4 separate regions of the Sus scrofa genome follow, and all the other regions are linked to region 1. The links are chromatin contacts, called in public Hi-C and promoter capture Hi-C maps. All regions are on one chromosome and are shown on one strand. Each heading gives the region's core, a stretch centred on a gene start, on an enhancer-like site or on the middle of the called end of the contact. The rest is flanking DNA. Distances are from core to core; before and after follow the strand shown. Region 1 holds the start of PPP1CC (protein phosphatase 1 catalytic subunit gamma). Region 2 holds the start of GPN3 (GPN-loop GTPase 3). Region 3 holds the start of RAD9B (cell cycle checkpoint control protein RAD9B). Region 4 holds the start of PPTC7 (protein phosphatase PTC7 homolog).

Region 1 (4,849 bases), core at 909-3,408:
TAAATACTAAAAATTTAAGTATATTTTCAGATATACTTAAAATCTTAAGTGAAAATTTTGTGAGGCATTAAAAAAAATTCACAAACTTATTATCAACATCTTCTATCTTGGATGTTATACAGATCCTCAGTGGATTATTTTTCACTGTTTCTCCATCAATTTAACATTTATGAGAAAAAAAGGAAGTCTGATGAACAGCTAGCTTACTCCCAAGGCATTAAAACACAACATTATATTAATGTCAGTGAAAAAAAAAATGAAATTTAAAAAAAACCCTGGTTTTTCAAGTGCAATATTTATATAGAAACCATTAAAAAACAATTGCTCTCATTTTAGATTATCCAAGTTTATCAAGGAAAATTTCTTAGCACACTTTAAAATATATGGATATAAGACTCATGGGCAACCTAGAATTTATCTTAAAATTCTAATGTTTTGAATCCACAGACCCCCTTTCTCAATGAAATAAAGCCCACTCTTTCGGCACATGCACCCCTGGATAGATACGCACAAGTTAATTCACAACTTTTGAACCAAAAAAAACTAAGTTCTTAGTGCCAACTGCTTTAATCTTTCTGACCCACTGCTGCTCACATAAATCAAAGAACTCTATTAATATTTAATATTAATATTAAAAGTGTTGTTCTTATAATAAATGCCAAGTACTGAGTAAATAGGGTTTTCACCCACAAATGGCAGAAGCATTTTAGGGGTCTATTTAATGGGTTCTTCTTTTGAGAAACTAGAAAAGGAAAACACCCCACACAGATTAAGATATTTTCAGGAGTTTCATTCTAATGACTTAAAAGATCTGCAAACTCTAACATCAGAGCTGACCAACTGTTCATGCTCTCGACTCCATCTCCCACAACATTTACAGCAGTATTTTAGAACTGCACAAAGGCAAAAACCAGTTAAAAACTCGGCCAAACCTACATTATCAAGAACCCGAATCAGGAAAGATTTGAATTCTTTCAAAGTTTGGAATTAGACATCAGTATTAATAGGTGGGCTCTGGAATTTGGGGGTAGTGGGGAATGATTTCACTTCAGCGTCCCTCCTTAAAATCCCTACTTCATCTGTCACCCATATCAATATGAATCAACTGTCAGACACCTCACGAGTCTTAGGTCACCCAATATTAAAGATTTATTTTAACCTCTGCTTAACCACTGGACACCTCCTTCCTTCACACACAGGCTGACTTGAATGAATTCTTGCTCCTGGATGTCTGGGTTTTAAACCTGTCACCGTGTGACCTTGGTAAAGTGACTTCTCTTAGTTTCCTCTAAAAAAAAATAGGAAAAAAAGAGCACCTATCTCATAAGACTGTTGGGAGAATTACAAGAAATCTGTGTAAAGTGCTCCAAAAATGCCCGACACATAGTAAACACTGGCTAATACTAAGATTGTATTTATCAGATGAACGCAAAGCGCTTAACACAGAGAATGGCACACTGGAAAGATTCTAACGAAACTGTCACCGCTGCTGGCTGCACGGTTCGGAGGCACGTTCAGAAAAGAGCGCGGAGACCTCAAGGTAAGAACAACTTTAAAAAAGTGTTTGGGAAGAGTAGGAGATGGGATTCAACATCCTCTTGAGATTTGAACGTTCGTCACCAAGTAACAAGAAACGGGCCAGTGGACCCCAACCTCACAAAAAATAAAAATGAGAAGCAAAGAAATTAGTCCTCAAGCCCGGGAGGATCCATAGCCCCATCACATTGCTTTCCGAGAGGAGGAGTTACCAGAAAGTTCGGAACATTTCTTCTTGCAGAATGGACTGGGGCCCCCCAATCTTCTCCGAAGATTGGCCGGGGTTGCGGGGCGCATGGGGGGCACGTACCGGAAACGTGGGGGTGGGGAGCGGAGTTTTCAAATTTCACGGCCAGGAGAAAGGCTGCACCCTCGTGCAATGAATGAGCGGAGCTGGAGGGTCCGCGGATTAGGCCAAGAGCGGGACCACGGGCGGCCTCCCTCCGGCTGCAGCCCCCGGCTCGGGGGCGAACTCGTGGGGCTCACTCCCCTCGGCGCTGCAAGCCCAAGAGGCCTCCCAAATCCCCCACCCTCGCGAGTTCCCGGAGCCGCCCGCCGCCCCCTTCACCTTCCAGCAGCCGTTGGATGATGCTGTCGATGTTGAGTTTATCTATATCCGCCATCGCCTTCCCACCGCCGACCCTCCCGTAGCGGCGCCGCCACCGGCTCGCGCCCGGGATTCACGCCTCCTTTCCCACGCCACGAGCACAGAAATGGTGGTGGCGGCGGTGGCAGAAGCCGCGGCGGGTCCCCCCCAACCGCCCCGCTCCCTGCTTCCTCCTCTCTCCCTACTGGAACCACGAGAAGAACAAAATGGCCGCCGACTCCTTAGCCAGCCTCGGGCGGCGCACGAATGCGCGCGGGGGAGTGCAGCGGCCCGGCCGGGACTTCTTTATGGGCCACAGGGCACGCGGGAGGGGGCGGGATCAGGGCTCGGGAAGGAGGCGGGGCCAGAGCGCGGGAAGGGGGAGGAGACAGTTGAGCACAACCGCGTTCGCGCGCGGAATCCTTCCGCCAAACGGGCTGAGCAAATAGGTCCTGTGGCGGGAGCGTGAGTTGCAAAGTCGCACGCGGGAGTTGTGGCCTGGGGTGAAGCTGCAGTTGTGCGCCCAAAGATTCGGCCTCCGCAGGACGCTGTTCATTGGGGCCAGATGTTTGCGGACCTGGCCATGTGAAAGCCCATGGAGGGAATCCGGGGGTGCTGGAATTTCCCCTAAACATAAATCTGGGGTAGAGGTGAAGAGGGAGAATAATAAAGAGAAGTAGGGTGACTTTTTTTGGAGTCAGATTTGCTGGGATTTGGGGGTAAGGGGAAGGCTTGATAACTAGGAAAAAAAGTCGTCTCTCAGATAAATAAAAATGTTAACAGTTACTCATTTTGAGTGGTGGATTTCCACCTGTATTTACAGGTATTTATATGTACAGTTTTTTTGGGGGCGCTCTCAAACTTTGGGGGAATTTTTTTAAAAAATCTTGAAAAAATTAATCATCCCTATCTTTGGATTATCTTTCTAGAATTCGGGAAGTTATATAATCATCGGAACGGTTACCCTGATTCTAGGCAGAACGAAGGTGAGCGAGCGTTCACCTTCAAATAAAGGGAGAATTTGCAGATTTCGCGCGTCCGAGCTCTTGGCCAGAAGAGAGCAAGTGTTTGCGGGCGGGTCCTGATTTCTGCAGATACCCCGGGAAACTTTGGCCCTTTTCCTTCGGCTTCCCAGTCTCCCCAAGGGCATCGCTCTCCAGCCCCCCCCTCCCGCCCCCCGCCTCCCCGCCTCCCCGCCGGGGGGTGCCTGTCGCCTCTAGCTAGGTTTGAAAGCGCTTGCCTACACATCTGCTCTCTTGGGTCCTGTCCTTTTCTTTAACTGCTTTTTCATACAACGCTTCACAGTTTGCAAAGCCCTTTCACTCCCAACCCCCAAGAAATTAATTTTGTTTCTCAAGACACGCAGGATGCGTGAATTCCCATCGAGGTGACTGCGCCCCTGGGACATCCAATCTCAGAATCATTGTGCCCCACCCTACCCTAACCCAACCGTCGGGGCTCAAGCGATGGTGTGGCCCAGGCTCCTTGCACGTGGACCTGTGGCCTCTCTGCTGCTGGCATTGGGGCTTTGAGTTTCACAGCTCCCTCTGCCTGACTTAGCTGCTCACTCCACTTTCCCCAGTCACCAACTCACTCTAATGCTGTAGCTCTGTTTACCAGAAGATATACAGGTGTCATTTGTCATCCCGGGGCACAGAGCCCAGGTGGTGACATTCAGAGTTGATACCCGGTGCCTGTTGTGAACAACTGGCTGTCAAGGTCAGGGTGGCTCTCCCAGGAGTCCACAAGACTTTGGGCTCCTCCAAGGTGCATCATCACAAGGGCAATTAATTAGCTCAGGAGTATGAAAGACAGCGATTCATTCAGCAGACAAATATTTATGGAGCACCTACTCTGTGCCAGGCATTGTTCTAGGTGGAGATGCAGGGGTGAGCAAGAAAAACAAGGCCCTTCTCTCATGGAGAGTCATCTAGTAAGCCAGACAGACAATGAACAAGGACTCAAATAAAAATATCAGCTTCTGATAAGTGCTTGGGGGTGGGGGGAGGCGAACAAACACTGCACTCATTTTCTTTGTATGTGCCAAAAACTATCTCATTGAATTCCCAATACACTCTTAGGAATCATGTACTATTCCTATCACACCCGTTTTACAGATGAAGTAAGTGAGACACAGCAGAGAGGCTAGGTTACTTGCTGAAGGTCACACAGCTAGTAAGTTATAGAGCCAGGGTTGGAACTCAGGACAGTCAAGAAATCAAAGCCCTTATTCACATTTAATAAATTCCTACTGTGATTACCCAGTACCCTGAACAACTCAGGCACGCAGTAGGCACATAACAAATGTGGGATGTAATGCAATGCTCTAAACATGTCTCTATGTACAATAAGAGTGTCATAGTCTTCCATACACAAAGTAGGAGGTGTGTTAACATTTGCTGACATCATCAAGGCTGGAGAGGACTTCAGACTGGACTGGGACATGGGCAGGGCCTCTGTCCAAACGCCATTCTCTGCTGGGCAACTCCACTCCAGAGGCCATGCTGGGACATGTCTGAGAGAATTAGCTGGTTCCAAGCTTGAGAGTGGCATGAGCTCAAAGGGTAGGGCTGAACGACTCCCAGAGAACAGCAACCAGCTCCGGGAGGAAAGAATGGACCCTCACCTGGCTTTTTTTCTGCCATTATCAATACTAAGGACCAGCAGACATTTGCTGGAAAGGCCCCTGTTCCAATAGGTGGAGTGTCACTTCTCTCTAGTTTGCCT
Region 2 (4,849 bases), core at 1,070-3,569, 240 kb before region 1:
CAGTGTCCACCAAGGCCAAAACTATTCATCAACCAAGGAGCTGACTAAAAACAGGAAAAGGCCCCGGTCTGCAAATCAGGACACCTGACTGTGATGCAGATCCAGACCTGGCTTGGACTCTTGAGTACTTCTGGGAAGTTGCTTCTCCATTCTATCTCTCGATTTTTTTTTTCTTTTTTGTCATCACTAAGGCTCCTTACTGCTCTAATGTGCAACAAGCTGAATTTAAAGGGACGATTTCTGATTACACAGTGCAGTACCTAACACACAGTGTCTCCACTAGGACTGGTACGGTCCAAACAAAGCATTAGGTAGGGTGGTCAAGGACAATGACTCTGAGAAGGGAATATTTGAGCTGAGGAGTAGCATAGTGCTTGCCAAGGCAGAGGAAGAACATTCCAAGAGGAGACCATCAGGCCAATAAATAGCCTGGAGGTGGGCTATCAGTTGACAATTTTTGGCTTAAAGAATTCTTTATCCTTCAAGTTATATGTTAAAATTTCTGGAGTTCCTGTCGTGGTGCAGTGGTTAATGAATCTGACTAGGAACCATGAGGTTGTGGGTTCGATCCCTGCCCTTGCTCAGTGGGTCAACGTTCCGGCGTTGCCGTGAGCTGTGGTGTAGGTTGCAGACGCGGCTCGGATCCCGAGTTGCTGTGGCTCTGGCGTAGGCTGGTGTCAACAGCTCTGATTAGATTTCTAGGCTACTTGTCTGTCTCTCCCATCCTCTCGAAGGCAGGGATGTGTCTCATTCAGTTTTATAAGCCCAGAGACTACAACAGTACCTAGTACATAACATATGCTAGATAACTACTTCTGACATAATGTGTTTGAATAAACACCACAAGGGCAGTTTTTTGGGTGTATGTTTTAGTCACTACACAATCCCCAGGGGCCAGAACAGTGCTTGGCACAAAGAACATGCCCATTGAGCATTTCTTTCTTCTTTCCTTTCTTCTTCTTCTTTTTACAGCCACACCTAGAGCATATGGAAATTCCCAGGATAGGAGTGGAATTGAAGCTGCCGTTCCAGCCTGTACCACAGCCACAGCAACACCAGATCTGAGCCGCATGTGACCCACTCCGCAACTTGAACCTGCATCCTCACGGACACTGTGTCGGGTTCTTAACCTGCTGAGCCACTACAGGAACTCCTGTTTGTCAATTTAAAAACTGAAGTCATATGACACCTCCACATACTCCAGTGTTTCTCACCCTCTTGTAATTTGATCAATATTTTCACAATTTCTACCATATTTGAATAACCCCAATAGGATTCCCTTAACAGTCATTTACAAGAAAAAACTATCTTTAACCAGAAAATCAGTTACACTTATCATAACGTGAAGGTAATGACAGAATTAAATACAACTTTAAAACTCTTTCAAGGAGTTCCGTTGTGCAGGTTTGATCCCTGACCTTACTCAGTGGGTTAAGAATTTGGTGTTGCCGTGTGCTGTGATGTAGGTCGCAGATGCGGCTCACATTCTGTGTTGCTGTAGCTGTGGCTGTGGCTCTGATTCGACCCCTTGCCCGGGAACCTCCACATGCCGTGGGTGTGGCCCTAAAAAGACAAAAAAAAAAAAAAAAAAAAAAAAAAAAGGAAAAGAAAAAAGTGTTGAAGATGTACTAGCAACAAACTGATGATTTCACCTCAAAGCAAACTAACAAACAACCGAAAATCAAATTTCTCAATGTATGATTCAATCAATGTTCATTAATGCCAGGCCCATGTTTCTCCTAAAGTTGCCTCAAATACCAGAAGTCCACATCTCAAGCTCTGAGAAACAGTAATTAGCGAGACCCCGCCTAAGCTTTCTGGGTTAACGACAGGTACAGATTCTGCGGTTAGTCAAAATAGATTCAAATTCCCGCCGTCACTTACTAGCTGTGCGATCTTGGGCAAAAACTTAACCTTTCTGTATCTCATTTTCCTTGCCTGCAAAACGGGAATAATACACTTATCTTACACGGTTGTGGAAATGTTTTTTAGCACAGGACCTGGGGCTTAAGTATGCAATAAAGATTAGCAAATATCATTAACCCCCTTTCAAAACAACAACAAAAAGGAAACCGAAGCCCAGGCTACATAAGCGAGATGCCCAGGGTCTCAGGGCCCCCAACACACACAGCCATCAGTTCCTCCCTCTGGACCCAACCTTCCTTCCTTCCTTCCACGAACCTCGACTTTTCTCCCGCCAAATCCTCACCTTTCCGCTGCCAGCGGGGCCCATGACCAGCTGCGCATAGCGAGGCATGCTGGCTTCCCCGATTCCTGGCGCCGCCACTCACACAAAGTCTGAACACCACACTCCCTTCAGCCTTCGCGCGACGCCCCCTGAGTTCCGGGCACAAGACGTACAAACCAATCGCAATTCGAATTCTTCTTGCGCCTTCTGTTTTGCCACACCTCTGATTACGGAGCGTCCCGAAGGCCAAATCCCGCGTGAAACGCGTTCTGCGAAATGCCCGGGGAGGTTTTGCGCATGCGCAGAAGTATTTGGCGGACCTCCGGTTTAGAAACTGGCGAAGTCTGGTTACCTTGGTGATAACGGACAACTGATAACCCTCTGCATCCCTAAGCCGGGTGCTTTGGTCCTGGGTTTGCGTATTTATGTTTGACCTATATGGTGACCCTGAAGATCTGCAAATTTGCAGAGGGTCTGGAATACTAAGGTTGGAGGGCAACTTTCATTTTAGAGGGAAGGTACATTTCCTTTCCGTGACGCATCCCTTCCACAGAAAGATGCAAACGTACAAACGCGCAGTCAACTGAAGAATACCCGCCCCTCCCCCAACTTAACTCTAGGATCGTGGATCTGCCCTCCCCGCTCTCCCGAAGCTATTCGGGCACTGTCCGGATTGCATCGGAGGGGGCTAGAATCTGGCGTCCGCCTCTTCATCCCCAATATTGCCGGGTCTGACGCACGCGTGCCGACAGGGGAGGGGAAAGGGGAAAGCTTCTCCTGCACGCAGCTCGCGGGCCGGGCACCTGGGAGGAGATGCCTGGCCAGGGTCCAGTGTCTGACTGGACGGAGTGCAGTGCTTCCGCAGAGCCTTCCGCAGTGGCCAGGACCGAGGGTGCCTGCGGCGGGTGAGGTTGCCGGGCCCTGAGGGGTTTGGGAGGACGGCGACCAGCCCCTGCTCGTGATCCCCATGTAGAGGAGGGGGTGGGAACTGGTTGCTCTGAAGGACTGGTCCCCAGTGTCCTGAAGTGGGAGGAAAGGAGAACCTTTGCTATGGCCGAGATGGGAAATATGGAAGCCTACGCACAGTTTAGGGGAAGGGCTTCTGAGGGAAGCTTAGGAGGAGGGTTGGTGCAGTGACTGTCTAAACACAGTGACTGCGGCAATCGCCTGGGTGCCTCTCTGCCCCGAGGGGGCGCTACGAAATCTGCTGGAAAATTGGCCGTCTGGCCGTAGTATTTCTACAGAAAGGAGTTGGCTGGGGGCACCATGGGAATAGAGGCTCAAACGAGCGCTTCCAAATCAATAAATCTCTTACCTGTGTGTGACATTAGCCACCTTTATGTTAAACTGGGATTCATAATCTGCGACAGATGACTATGAATATTAGAGGCGCCTTGATTTTGACATTTTGTTTACTCAGTAACTCCTTTCTTCATAAATCCATTTCATTTCGAGGAGGTTTTTACTATTATTTCCTGGATGCTGAAGACAATTAGCTGCTGAAGTTACTTCCTCATCCCTTGCATCCATTATTCCCTAAAAGTGAGAGCTGCCCGGTATTCCTCTCAAGCCCACAGTCATGGCTCCTGTTGCACCCCATGGCTGTCTTAATATACTTGGTGGATTGACGAATTTTAAAGATGGGATAGGGTCATGTGTTTCTTTTCTATTTTTCACAGTGCTTGGTGAAAGTTTTCTTTTTTAAATTTTTTTATTATACTTGATTTACAATGTTCTGTCAATTTCTGCTGTACAGCAAAGTGACCCATATATATATATATATATATATTCTTTTTCTCAAGGTAAAGTGGTGAAGTTCTGGATCCTAGTATATCAGGGGATCAATGAACTCTTGGTCACTGAATAAGTTGCAGGAAGAGGAAAGGGAGAGTGTTTTGTCTTAATTTGAGAATAGAAAAAATGAACTTGTACAAAATTAGAAACATTGCAGACCATCCTATCACTTCCAGTACACCTTAAATTACATACAACAAATAACAAGATAGTCCTTTCCACACCCGAATTACTTCATTAAAAGTAAAGAATATCATGGGAGTGCCCGTCCTGGTGCAGTGGTTAACGAATCTGACTAGGAACCATGAGGTTGACTCGGCTCAGATCCTGAGTTGCTGTGGCTGTAACGTAGGCCGGTGGCTACAGCTCCAATTGGACCCCTAGCCTGGGAACCTCCATATGCCACGGGAGTGGCTCAAGAAAAGGCAAAAAGACAAAAAAAAAAAAAAAAAAAAGTAAGGCCAAATCTGGCTTAAAGTAAATCCTTTATAGTATTGTGAAAATCTCAGATAACCCACTTTGAAAAAGCCTGGAGTCATTAGGATATAACCAGAATTAGAAGAAAAAAATTGCAAGACATTATTTTTGATGAAAAAATGAAAACTAAAAAGCATATGCAGTACTGTCCTTTTTTCATTTAAAATACTTTATTTAATGCTTATAAAGCCATCAGGTATTGCATATTATTTACATTCTTTTTTTAAAAAACAGATCAGCTGGATATTCTTACTACCAGAATTCCAAAGGAACTGGTGAGTAGAGCACACAAATTAATACCTATCTGGCATAGGCTGGCAGCTGCAGCTCCAATTTGACCCCTAGCCTGGGAACTTCCATATGCCGAAGGTGCCCCCCTAAATATACATA
Region 3 (4,849 bases), core at 1,480-3,979, 220 kb before region 1:
ATGGCCGCACAGGAATTACTTCAAATTAGTAAGGATTCTTTTTTTTTTTTTTTTTTTGTCTTTTTGCCTTTTCTAGGGCCACTCCTGTGGCACATTGAAGTTCCCAGGTCAGGGGTCTAATCGGAGCTGTAGCTGCTGGCCTACACCAGAGCCACAGCAACACAGGACCCGAGCTGCGTCTGCAACCTACACCACAGCTCACGGCAACGATGGATCCTTAACCCACTGAGTGAAGCGAGAGATCAAACCTGCAACCTCATGGTTCCTAGTCGGACTTGTTAACCACTGAGCCATGATGGGAACTCCGAAATTAGTAAGGATTCTCATTAGGACTCTGGTTTCCTGCAGGTTATAAAGTTACAGGAGGAAGAGTATCACGTAACAAATGTCATACTTTGAGCAGTGTCTTTGCCCAAATTCCACACTTTGACAGTTCAGGTTAGACACAGGTTATATAGTCTTTTAAGACAGCAAAAGATCCTGAAATGGTAGATTTGTTAAATTCAAATTAAGAACCAACCTAATCAAAGCATAGAAATTTGGTTACTTCCTATTTGATAGACTGTAAAAGGGTGAAATCCCAGTAATCAGCTACCCAACCACCATTGTTAGTAGGAGCTAAGAGAAGAAACTTACTCTGTGCCCAGCCTTAGTGGAATGAAGAAGTTGATTGCAGACAGGGGAATGAAAAAAAAATGGGTGAAACATGACCAATGTTAAAAGAAAGCAACGAAAAGAAACCAAAAAAGAAAAAAAAAAAAAACTCATATCAAATGAATATGCAAACAATTGTTAATGATTTCTGGGTGTTATGAAAGAAAATGTTAAAAATCAGCTTTGCTCAAAATAATACCAAAAGAACCATTTGCTGTACTATTAAATATGAAACACACACACACACACATACACTTAAAACCTTTTCTACTTTTTCCTAATCTCATTCTGAACTTTGACTCCTATCCCTTTTGCTTCCTGTTCTGTTTAGAATTTTATAAAACAATTTGGAAAATTCACCAGCAATAGTGTAAATAAAAGCTAACATTTTCTGGATTCTGTAGGCCTAATCATTCTTCAAGTAAATTGATCTAAATTCTCTTATGTTCAAAAAGCTGGAAAATTATACTGCAGGTCATTATTTTGTATAGAATTATGAATAACACAGCACTATGAATACATTATTAAGTGATGATGTACTAGGTGGTAAAAGCAGACACCTTCCTCCAGCTAAAATTGGACTTTTCCCACAGCTGAATTTGCTGCCCAAAGACTCTGGATAGTACTGAGTATTGAACATTTCTAATCTCCTTTGCCAAATAAAGTGCTTTTAATCATAAAAGAATTGACTAACGCTAAATTCTGCCCAGTTCTATTTCACATGAAACGTGATGTTCCAGGACAACTACCCTGAAAATCTGTTCGTCTTTCAAAAAAAACTTCAGAAACACGAATATGTAAATCATGTCAAGAAATTTCGTCTTCTCTCAGGAACAACTGCTTCAAAATTACTGTAAACTAGACTACTCTAATTTGGAGTCTGTTTGGAAGCAAAAATCAAAAGTGGGATTAAAGTCTTTAACATATATAAATCTTTGGTTGTGATGTCTAAAAGCCTCAGCCACGTTAAAGGCTGTTTGTCGTGGAATCATAATCTTAAAAATGCAATGGATGTTCATTAGAAAGAGAAGTCCTTTTTAATCAACACAAATACCACGATCATTACAACGCCTTTTGAAATTGTTCTTAAATTTTCAGGGAGGTTAAGGGCACTTTGAAAGTCTGATAGCAGCTATTAGCCCTCTCCAACAGATGTTTCTGAGTAGGGGTAGCGATCTATTGGGGATGAGGACGTGACGGGCTGGCCTTGGAGCAGGCTGGGGGAATGGATGGATGGATGGATGAATGAGGTAAAGCTTCTCAAACTTCTCTGTGCAGCTAACAATGGGCCTTTAACCACAAAAACGTATGTACTTACAAAATTCCCCAAACCATTTCAAGGAATTCGAAAACCATTAAGGAATCCTCCTCTTAATTTAGGGTCACAACATTCTAAGAAAACAAGTAGTCCCAGCAACTCTAAAAGCCAAATCCAGTTCTTTGAGGGCACACTGTCACATTTCAATGGCAGGTGCAAGTTTTTTCAGGGGCGAAGGAGGTAATTTTTATTCCTTTTCCCTGGAAGCCAAACTAAAATGGACATGGCATTCTGCTCGCTTCTTCCCGTTTTATATCCGCGAAGCCAGCCTTCGCCACATGGGGGTGGTAACCGGTACACGCCAATCCGCGGGAGGTGCTTTTTGCGGGAAAGGAGCAAGGAAACGTCTGGAAACGGAAGGGGTAATCCGCGCTCCTTTCTCGGGGACGCTCAGGCACAGGCCCAAAGGCCTCTCCCGGCTCCCGCGTGTGAGTCTCGTGACAGAGTAGCAGCTGAGGGGGGCCCTTTTCCCCCTTGGACGTCCTCCGGCCCCTAGGGCTAGGGTGCGAGGCCAGGGCTGGCCGCACCCAGAGGTGGCCGCTCTCCCTCCTCCTTTGACTTTCCCCAGGCCCGGCCCCGGACGCGCCCGCCATGGCCTCCCGGATCGCCCAAGCCCTCGCCCACAGACTCCGAGCGGTCCTAACGACGCAGCGCCCCAACCGAGAGCCAGCCCCCGGTCGCGCCAGCTGCCATCCTCACCATCCTGTCACTGGGCTCCGCTCAGTCACCACAACCGCCGCCGCCCTCTCTTCCTCGGACTCCTCAGGGACCCGCCCACCTCGCTCACAACCAATGAAAAAAGAGGTCGGCAAGAGACTGCCCTACGGAGGCTCGCACAGGCCCTTCCCCACCGTAAAGCGAAGTTGTTCTTAGGTAAATACTGGAGCGAGGGCGAGATCGCGAAGTTTCGGAAAGCGCGCGGTCAACATACGGGCACCTGGGGCCCTCGAGCTGAGGCGCACAGTGCGTCCTGACTCTTCAGAGCGTGCAGACATGCTGAAGTGTGGGCTGAGCGGCAGTCAGGTGAAAGGTGGGAAGGCCTTTCTTGCCTTCCTGTGTAGAAAAGAGCCTGTGGTCATGGGGATGTTTACACCATCGTTTCATTTCTTATCCTTGGACTTTATGCCTAAGGGCTGAGGACACGAGGCCTGGCCACAGCCAGCACGCATCCTCCCAGGGTCCCGTTAGCTTCTGAGGGAAGACTGTAGGCCCATCCGCTTTTATTTATGCATAATATTTATAGCCATAGGTATCCTTGAAGTGAAGTTGTGGTCATCAGGACAGATATTGGAATGGCAAGCCTCAAACTCGAGATGATAAGGACTTTGTGGGAAGTTGGGAAAAATAATGCTTGGGCAGTTAAAATATTTTAGTGCCACGACGAAAGCATAAACCTGATTTCTACTCCAGATTCTACTTTTTTTTTTTGGTCTTTTTAGGGCCGCACGTGCAACATATGGAAGCTCCCAGGATAGGTGTCAAATGGGAGCTCCAGCTGCCGTCCTACACCACAGCCATAGGAACCCTGGATCCTTAACCCACTGAGCGAGGCCAGGAATTGAACCTAGGTCCTCATGGATACTAGTCAGATTTGTTTTCGCTGAGCCAGGATGGGAACTCCTATGATTTTTTTAATGTATGACCTGGAACAAGCCACTGAATCATCTCAGTGCACAGTTTCCTCATCTGTAAAATAAGAAATAACAGCATCTTCTTTATAAGTTTGCTGTAGGAATGAAATGCATGTAAAAAACTCAGTAATAAATGGGAATGTACAGGAACTATTGTTTATTATAGATGGTACTTTAAACAAGTTACTCTAGAAGGTCTCTAGGAAAGTAATGGTCTCCTACAGATAGTAACCTGAAAATGATCATTGAAAGGCATCTTGTACTGTGGCTGACTTCATCTGTGTTGAGGACATCTATGGAACCATATTAATTAATGGGAGAGGGAAGCACAAGCCTTCCACTGTTGCATGTTCTTAGAGTTCTAGAAAGTTCCCTATTGCAGTGTGTATCTCAGTTCTCAATAAGTAATTATTTGTATGGTGTTTAGTTTTGTTTTTCCTCCTGGACTATAAGAACTAAGAAGGCAGAAACTACCTGTCTTGTTTATTGCTATATGCCCATTGCCATGGTTGCATACTTGGAGCATACTGGGTGCTCAGTAAATATTCACTGAGTGAAAAAAAGGTCTTCATTAGGCAGCTGCAGGAATAAGTGGTGAATGTAAAGTGATGAAAGGGACAAACGCCTTTTTTTTTTTTTTTTTTTTTTTTTAATGGTCATCCTGTTTTTCTCAGTTTGAGGCCTGTATCCTTGACTAAGACCTTTCTGATTCTTAAGCATTATAATCTGATTTTATGTTCTGGAAGTATTTGTCCTTTTTTCTACTTTTTCATGGATTGATATGGCCATCTGTTTTTATTGCAGCAATGTATCCTATATCTGTTTGCCACATTTTTTAATTTATTTATAATTTATAAGAATACTAACAGTGTTATACCTGATTAGACCAATATTTCATCCCACCCTAGGTTCTCTTTCTGACAGGACCTCTTTAACTATGTTTGGTGGGAAGATCTGGAATTTTCCATGCTCAGACATCAGAAATATGTCTTAAATGCCTCTAATTTATCTCTCATGGCCTGTTTTGACTTGGCCAAATACCCGTGAAGTTAGTAAAACCCTCCAAACCATCTTCTTTGTGCTATATTTTCACACTTTTGGGGAGTATAAGTTTATTTAAATCAAGTTTAAAACTACATTAGTATGGGAGTTCCCATCGTGGCGCAGGGGTTAACAAATCCGACTAGGAACCATGAGGTTGCAGGTTCGATCCCTGCCCTTGCTCAGTGGGTTAAGGATCTGGCGT
Region 4 (4,849 bases), core at 1,696-4,195, 140 kb before region 1:
ATCTGTCTGGTTTTGCCTACCAACATTCCTTTGAAGAGGGGTATAGAACTGTGGTTCTTTATCTGGTACCCTGCATGGATCTCTATGTGGCATATGGATGTGGCCAGTGAAGTCGGCAAAGGCCTATGCAAAATTTTGTCTGTTATGTGCATTTTTCTGGGAGGCGAGAACCTGTGGGCAGTGAAACAAGAGGCTGTGAACCAAGGTAAGTTAAGAACCACTGTTTTATGGAGTTCCCGTCGTGGTGCAGTGGTTAATGAATCTGACCAGGAACCATGAGGTTGCAGGTTCGATCCCTAGCCTTGGTCAGTGGGTTATGGATCTGGCGTTGTTGTGAGCTGTGGTATAGGTCGCAGACGCGGCTCAGATCCAGCGTTGCTGTGGCTCTGGTGTAGGCCAGTGGCTACAGCTCGGATTAGACCCCTAGCCTGGGAACCTCCATGTGCCTCGGGAAACAGCCCTAGAAAAGGCAAAAAGACACACACACACACACACAAAACAAAAACCCACTGTTTTAGATATGAAATACAAGGTATCTACTGAAGGTGCCCATGTGAATAAGATAGGAAATAATATCTGTTATTTGAGGTGGAAAACAACAAAGGATGCTGGCTTTTCAAAACAAACAAAAAAATATGATCTGATGGTCAGAAGTTCTTAAGGGTCAGGTAGTTCATTCCCTTCATCCTCTAGTCTAGATGAGGAAAATGAGCTGAGAGGTTCTTGTCCAGAATCACAGAGCGACAAAGCTGAACACCAAACCAGGCTGGGTTTCGGCCAGAATGATATGTTTACATTTTTTTCAGAATGGGTTTGACCAAAATTTCTCATATCCTTATGAATACCCCACTCCATTAAGGAGGTAGCTTTCAAAAATTTTAAATTAACCTTCAGCATAGGAAACTGACACATTAAAATACCCCTCATATCATCAATCAAATCACAAATCTTTCCCATAAGCTGACACATAGCAGATTTATAACTGGGAACCTTAGTGGCACAGTATCTCCCATCCTGTTGCACTATAACTACAAATTGAAAAAGCAGCACAAGTCACAAATTTCTAACTGTGAAGTGCTTCTAATTGTAATGAAAAAAAGACAGCAACAGACAGTCCTTTAAAAAAGAAAGCAAGTCAGGGTCAAGATGACTTCAGAGTAAATTTGTGGGACTTCAATTTGCAAGCTCCCTTCTAAAGAGCCTAAAGTGTTGCCTAAACACTAAATGATTTTTTCAACCCAGGTAATGGAATCTCTCAAATTAAACTGAGAACAACTTTTCTAGTTCCATGTTCACAAATGCTACATGACTAGAAGCAGAGATAACAGGTGGTTATTCCAAGATCAAATTAAAAAATAATTATTGTTGTAAAGTTACAAGACCATTTGTTCCAATGCCAAACTTTGCCTCAGCAAATGAAAGTCAAAGTAATGAAAAAGCTCAAGCTCACCTGAAAAGTGAAACCAAAGTGACATCTGAACCTAAGTACAATGACAGTATGTCCTTCAATTTCAAAAGAAATGCTTTATTAAAAGAGTTTTAAAGGCATAGGATTCTATGGCCTATACATTGTCTCCAAAGATATATATGACCGTAAAGTTTCTGCCTGCTTAACTGTATTTAGCCATTGCTGCAGGCTCAACCGTAGGCTCCCACCCCCTAAGATGTAACTGGAATAGGCCGTCGGAAGCACCTGTAACCTGCTTTAACCCAATTCTCAAGGCTTTCTGGTTTGACAATTCTATTTTGGGTCAAGGAGACTCTCCTCCACCTCAAGTGACCTTAACGGGACAAGATCAGTTTGGAAGAATGCACTGCGAGTGATTTTTCACCAGGCCAGAGGCCTCCACTGCGAGTCTCGAGTCTCGGACAAGGATGTAGATCTGATCTCGATCGAGGCGACGCAGGAATGCGGCTGGGCTGTCTGGGGCTCACGACAGTCAGCCTGCTCGGGATCCCGCTGCCTGTGGCCGGTCTGTGGCGTCAGGTGCGCCAAGAAGCAGGGATCCCCGGGGCACGCAGAGCAAGGAGGGAGGGGGGAGGGAACTAGAGCCAGGTTCGGAGCCTGCAGGTGTCGCCGAGGGAGGGGACGAGGTCGTCTGGGGCTGGCATTGCCAAGTGACTAACAGTGCTGTTACGGACTCGGACAAACTGGTCACATTCTCAAGCTGTGTGACCTTGAGCAAGCGGCTCGTCCGCTCTGCGGCTCAGTTTCCTCGTCTCAAAAATGGGGGTTGTTCAAGCGGAAAACACACCTTGGAGCGCTTGGCACGGCGCCTGGCACATAGTAAGCGCTCCGTACAAATGAGCTACTACTGGCTCTCGGGCTCCTCTTACTGCCCGGAGGAGCCGGGAAAGCCCCGAGCAGGGGAGTCCCCAGGAGGCGGATCCGGGGCTGGGGCGGGGGTACTCAGGTCGGGCACTCACCGAGCACATCTGCAGAACGGTGCCGGGCTACGAAGCACGCATCGTCCCCATAGCACGCGCCCTTCTTGAGGAGGCCCTTACGGAAGTCCTTGCCGAAGCCGCAGCCGGCCGTCACCAGCCCGTAATCGCCGCCGCCACTGCCACTGCCGCCGCCGGCCCTGGGATCGGTCTGCGAGAGGCCGCCGAGCACGGCGCGGGCCACCAGTCGCCCGTACGAGAGGACCGAGAACATCGCCGCCGCCGCCCCCCCGAGGAGGCGGGGGGCCGGGGGAGCAGGAGGACGCGGAGGCCCAGAGCCGGCTCTCTCCTCAGCCGCAGCTCCGCCGCCGCCGGGACGCTCCTCAGGACAGCGCGCAGTTGCCGCCGCCGCCCCTACCCGCCGCGCGGGGCCTCGCACACGCTCCGCCCCGCGCACCGAAGCCAGAGCGAGGTCAGAACCGGCGGGTCCTCCGCCTCAGCCCAACTGGTGTCCCGGCTGCAGCCACCGCTGCCGCCGCCATCTTCCGCTCCACTAGCGTGTTCCGGGCCGCGCCGGTAGCACCGCCCCCTTTATGGCCACGCCTCTATCCCCGCCCACAACGCACGGCTCAGTCCCAAGCCCCGCCTCCTTGGCTCAGTGCCCTGTGCAGGCACAGAGGTCGAGCTTGCGCAGAGTGTGTGGAAACAATGTCTCCTGGGAGTTGTAGTCCGAAAGGTTTAGTCGCTTTTTACTTCCCTGCCTAGCTCCGAGAGTTCAAGGATTCCTCAGACGCGCGACCCAAGTTAAAAGTATCGAGAATTACAGGTGGGCTGTTTGAAAAACTTCACCCCATATTTTAAAGACTATTGTTTTAAATAGAACCACTATTCCTTTAAAGAAAAACCCGAAAAACTATCAGGTCACATGTTATTGTTCTGTAGTATTAAGAAACTGAAGTACACAAATCTAGCGACACCTCCAGAATTTATACATTGGAAAGATTTAGGGGCGGCAATCTGTTGGGAAAGAAGAGCCATTTTGCATTATGTTTAGGAAAATTCGAGAAAATGTTTTATGTTCCTGTTAGACTGTGGGGTGGGGGTGAAGATTTAGGGAGGAGATACAGGTATGGCCACTGCAAACATGTCATAAATGTCCCCCAAATAGAGAATAAAAAAATTACAGGTCCCAAATTTCTTTGCCCCGAATCTTAATTTTCTCAGGGGTCCACCTGACTAAGGAAGTCTTTTCCCACCACTGACTTGGGTACTCAGAGAGGTCATGCAATACCAAAGGCTTGAGAGGAAATTGTCCTGCCTCTCTCCTCCCACAACTGCCACCTCTTCTCATCAAAAGGAAGAAAGGCAGCTCCTCTACTTCTTTTTAAAAAGCTCTCAGCCAGCCCCTAACAAAGACATCACAGTAGCCTTCCCCAGATTTTGAATAAGGAAACTTCTTCTGAAATTATTTAGGTTGAATAATAACTAAATTTATTGAGGAGTTTGTAATCTAAAGGGAAGATTAGCTCACTAAATATGTGTAATATGTTTGTATGTGTGTATGAATGTACATTAAAATTACACACCGTGCTGATGGGACTGTACATAATCTAGCACCTGCATACCTCTCCACCCCATTTGGTGCTGTGCTCCCTTCACTAACCAGGCTCTAGTCATGCTCACAGCTGCCTCAGGGCTTTTGCTTTTGCTCTTCCTTCCACTCACTAGAATGTAATTCCATTACCTGAGGGTCCTATCCTCTTTCTTACTGTTTCCCCAGAACAGAACATAGGGGCACATAGTGAACACTTTAGTAAATAAATGAAAGAATGAGTGGATATTGCATTAGATCCTAAACTCCCCAAAGGCGAGGATCACATGCCATTATAGTATTCCAACTAATGTGATTTATAAATGTTGAATAAAAGAAGGGAAAATTGAATAGGAATCATAAATATAAAAAAATAGTATTTTTTTTGGAGTTCCTGTCGTGGCTCAGTGGTTAACGAACCCGACTAGCATCCAGGAGGACTTGGGTTTGGTCCCTGGCCTCGCTCAGTGGGTTAAGGATCTGGCATTGCTGTGGCTCTGGTGTAGGCCGGCAGCTACAGCTCTGATATTCGACCCCTGGCCTGGGAGCCCCCATATGCCACTGGTGCGGCCCTAAAAAAAAAAAAGACAAAAAAAAATAGTTTCTGTTGCATAGAGGAATGATTGAACAAATGGATTCACAAATAAAAGAAAACTGAGGAGTTCCTGTCGTGGCGCAGTGGTTAACGAATCCGACTAGGAACCATGAGGTTTCGGGTTCGGTCCCTGCCCTTGCTCAGTGGGTTAATGATCCGGCGTTGCCGTGAGCTGTGGTGTAGGTTGCAGACCCGGCTCAGATCCCGTGTTGCTGTGGCTCTGGCGTAGGCAGGCAGCTACAGCTTCTACTCGACCCCTAGCCTGGGAACTTCCATAT

What was found. Promoter capture Hi-C pulls out the DNA fragments that hold promoters and counts their contacts. A called contact is a pair of places that touch in the nucleus more often than the background predicts.
Region 2: a contact with region 1 is called in a promoter capture Hi-C map of liver, with 3 times the contacts expected there. The contact joins the promoter of GPN3 here to the promoter of PPP1CC in region 1. A contact is called at or near these places in 1 of 5 promoter capture datasets (liver), 1 of 47 Hi-C or Micro-C datasets (embryonic fibroblasts) and 1 of 2 datasets of contacts at active chromatin or transcription factors (alveolar macrophages).
Region 3: a contact with region 1 is called in a promoter capture Hi-C map of liver, with 4 times the contacts expected there. The contact joins the promoter of RAD9B here to the promoter of PPP1CC in region 1. A contact is called at or near these places in 2 of 5 promoter capture datasets (fetal liver and liver), 4 of 47 Hi-C or Micro-C datasets (embryonic fibroblasts, heart right ventricle, psoas muscle and 1 more) and 1 of 2 datasets of contacts at active chromatin or transcription factors (alveolar macrophages).
Region 4: a Hi-C map of skeletal muscle shows a contact between it and region 1, with 4 times the contacts expected there. The contact joins the promoter of PPTC7 here to the promoter of PPP1CC in region 1. A contact is called at or near these places in 1 of 5 promoter capture datasets (liver), 2 of 47 Hi-C or Micro-C datasets (heart right ventricle and skeletal muscle) and 2 of 2 datasets of contacts at active chromatin or transcription factors (alveolar macrophages and skeletal muscle).

The regions. Positions count from the first base shown.
Region 1 is chr14:32,089,109-32,093,957 of Sscrofa11.1, forward strand. It overlaps PPP1CC (protein phosphatase 1 catalytic subunit gamma), which reads right to left and starts at 2,159. Exons shown (of 7, transcript NM_001044560.1): 1 at 2,105-2,159. The coding sequence starts at 2,159.
Region 2 is chr14:31,847,240-31,852,088 of Sscrofa11.1, forward strand. GPN3 (GPN-loop GTPase 3) reads right to left here and starts at 2,320. Exons shown (of 8, transcript NM_001243708.1): 1 at 2,210-2,320. The coding sequence starts at 2,257. FAM216A (family with sequence similarity 216 member A) reads left to right here and starts at 2,796. Exons shown (of 7, transcript NM_001244441.1): 1 at 2,796-3,093; 2 at 4,694-4,734. The coding sequence starts at 3,002.
Region 3 is chr14:31,866,841-31,871,689 of Sscrofa11.1, forward strand. It overlaps RAD9B (cell cycle checkpoint control protein RAD9B), which reads left to right and starts at 2,730. Exons shown (of 11, transcript XM_013982863.2): 1 at 2,730-2,845. It overlaps VPS29 (vacuolar protein sorting-associated protein 29), which reads right to left and starts at 2,774. Exons shown (of 4, transcript XM_003483426.4): 1 at 2,672-2,774. The coding sequence starts at 2,674.
Region 4 is chr14:31,943,610-31,948,458 of Sscrofa11.1, forward strand. PPTC7 (protein phosphatase PTC7 homolog) reads right to left here and starts at 2,946. Exons shown (of 6, transcript XM_003132884.4): 1 at 2,428-2,946. The coding sequence starts at 2,659.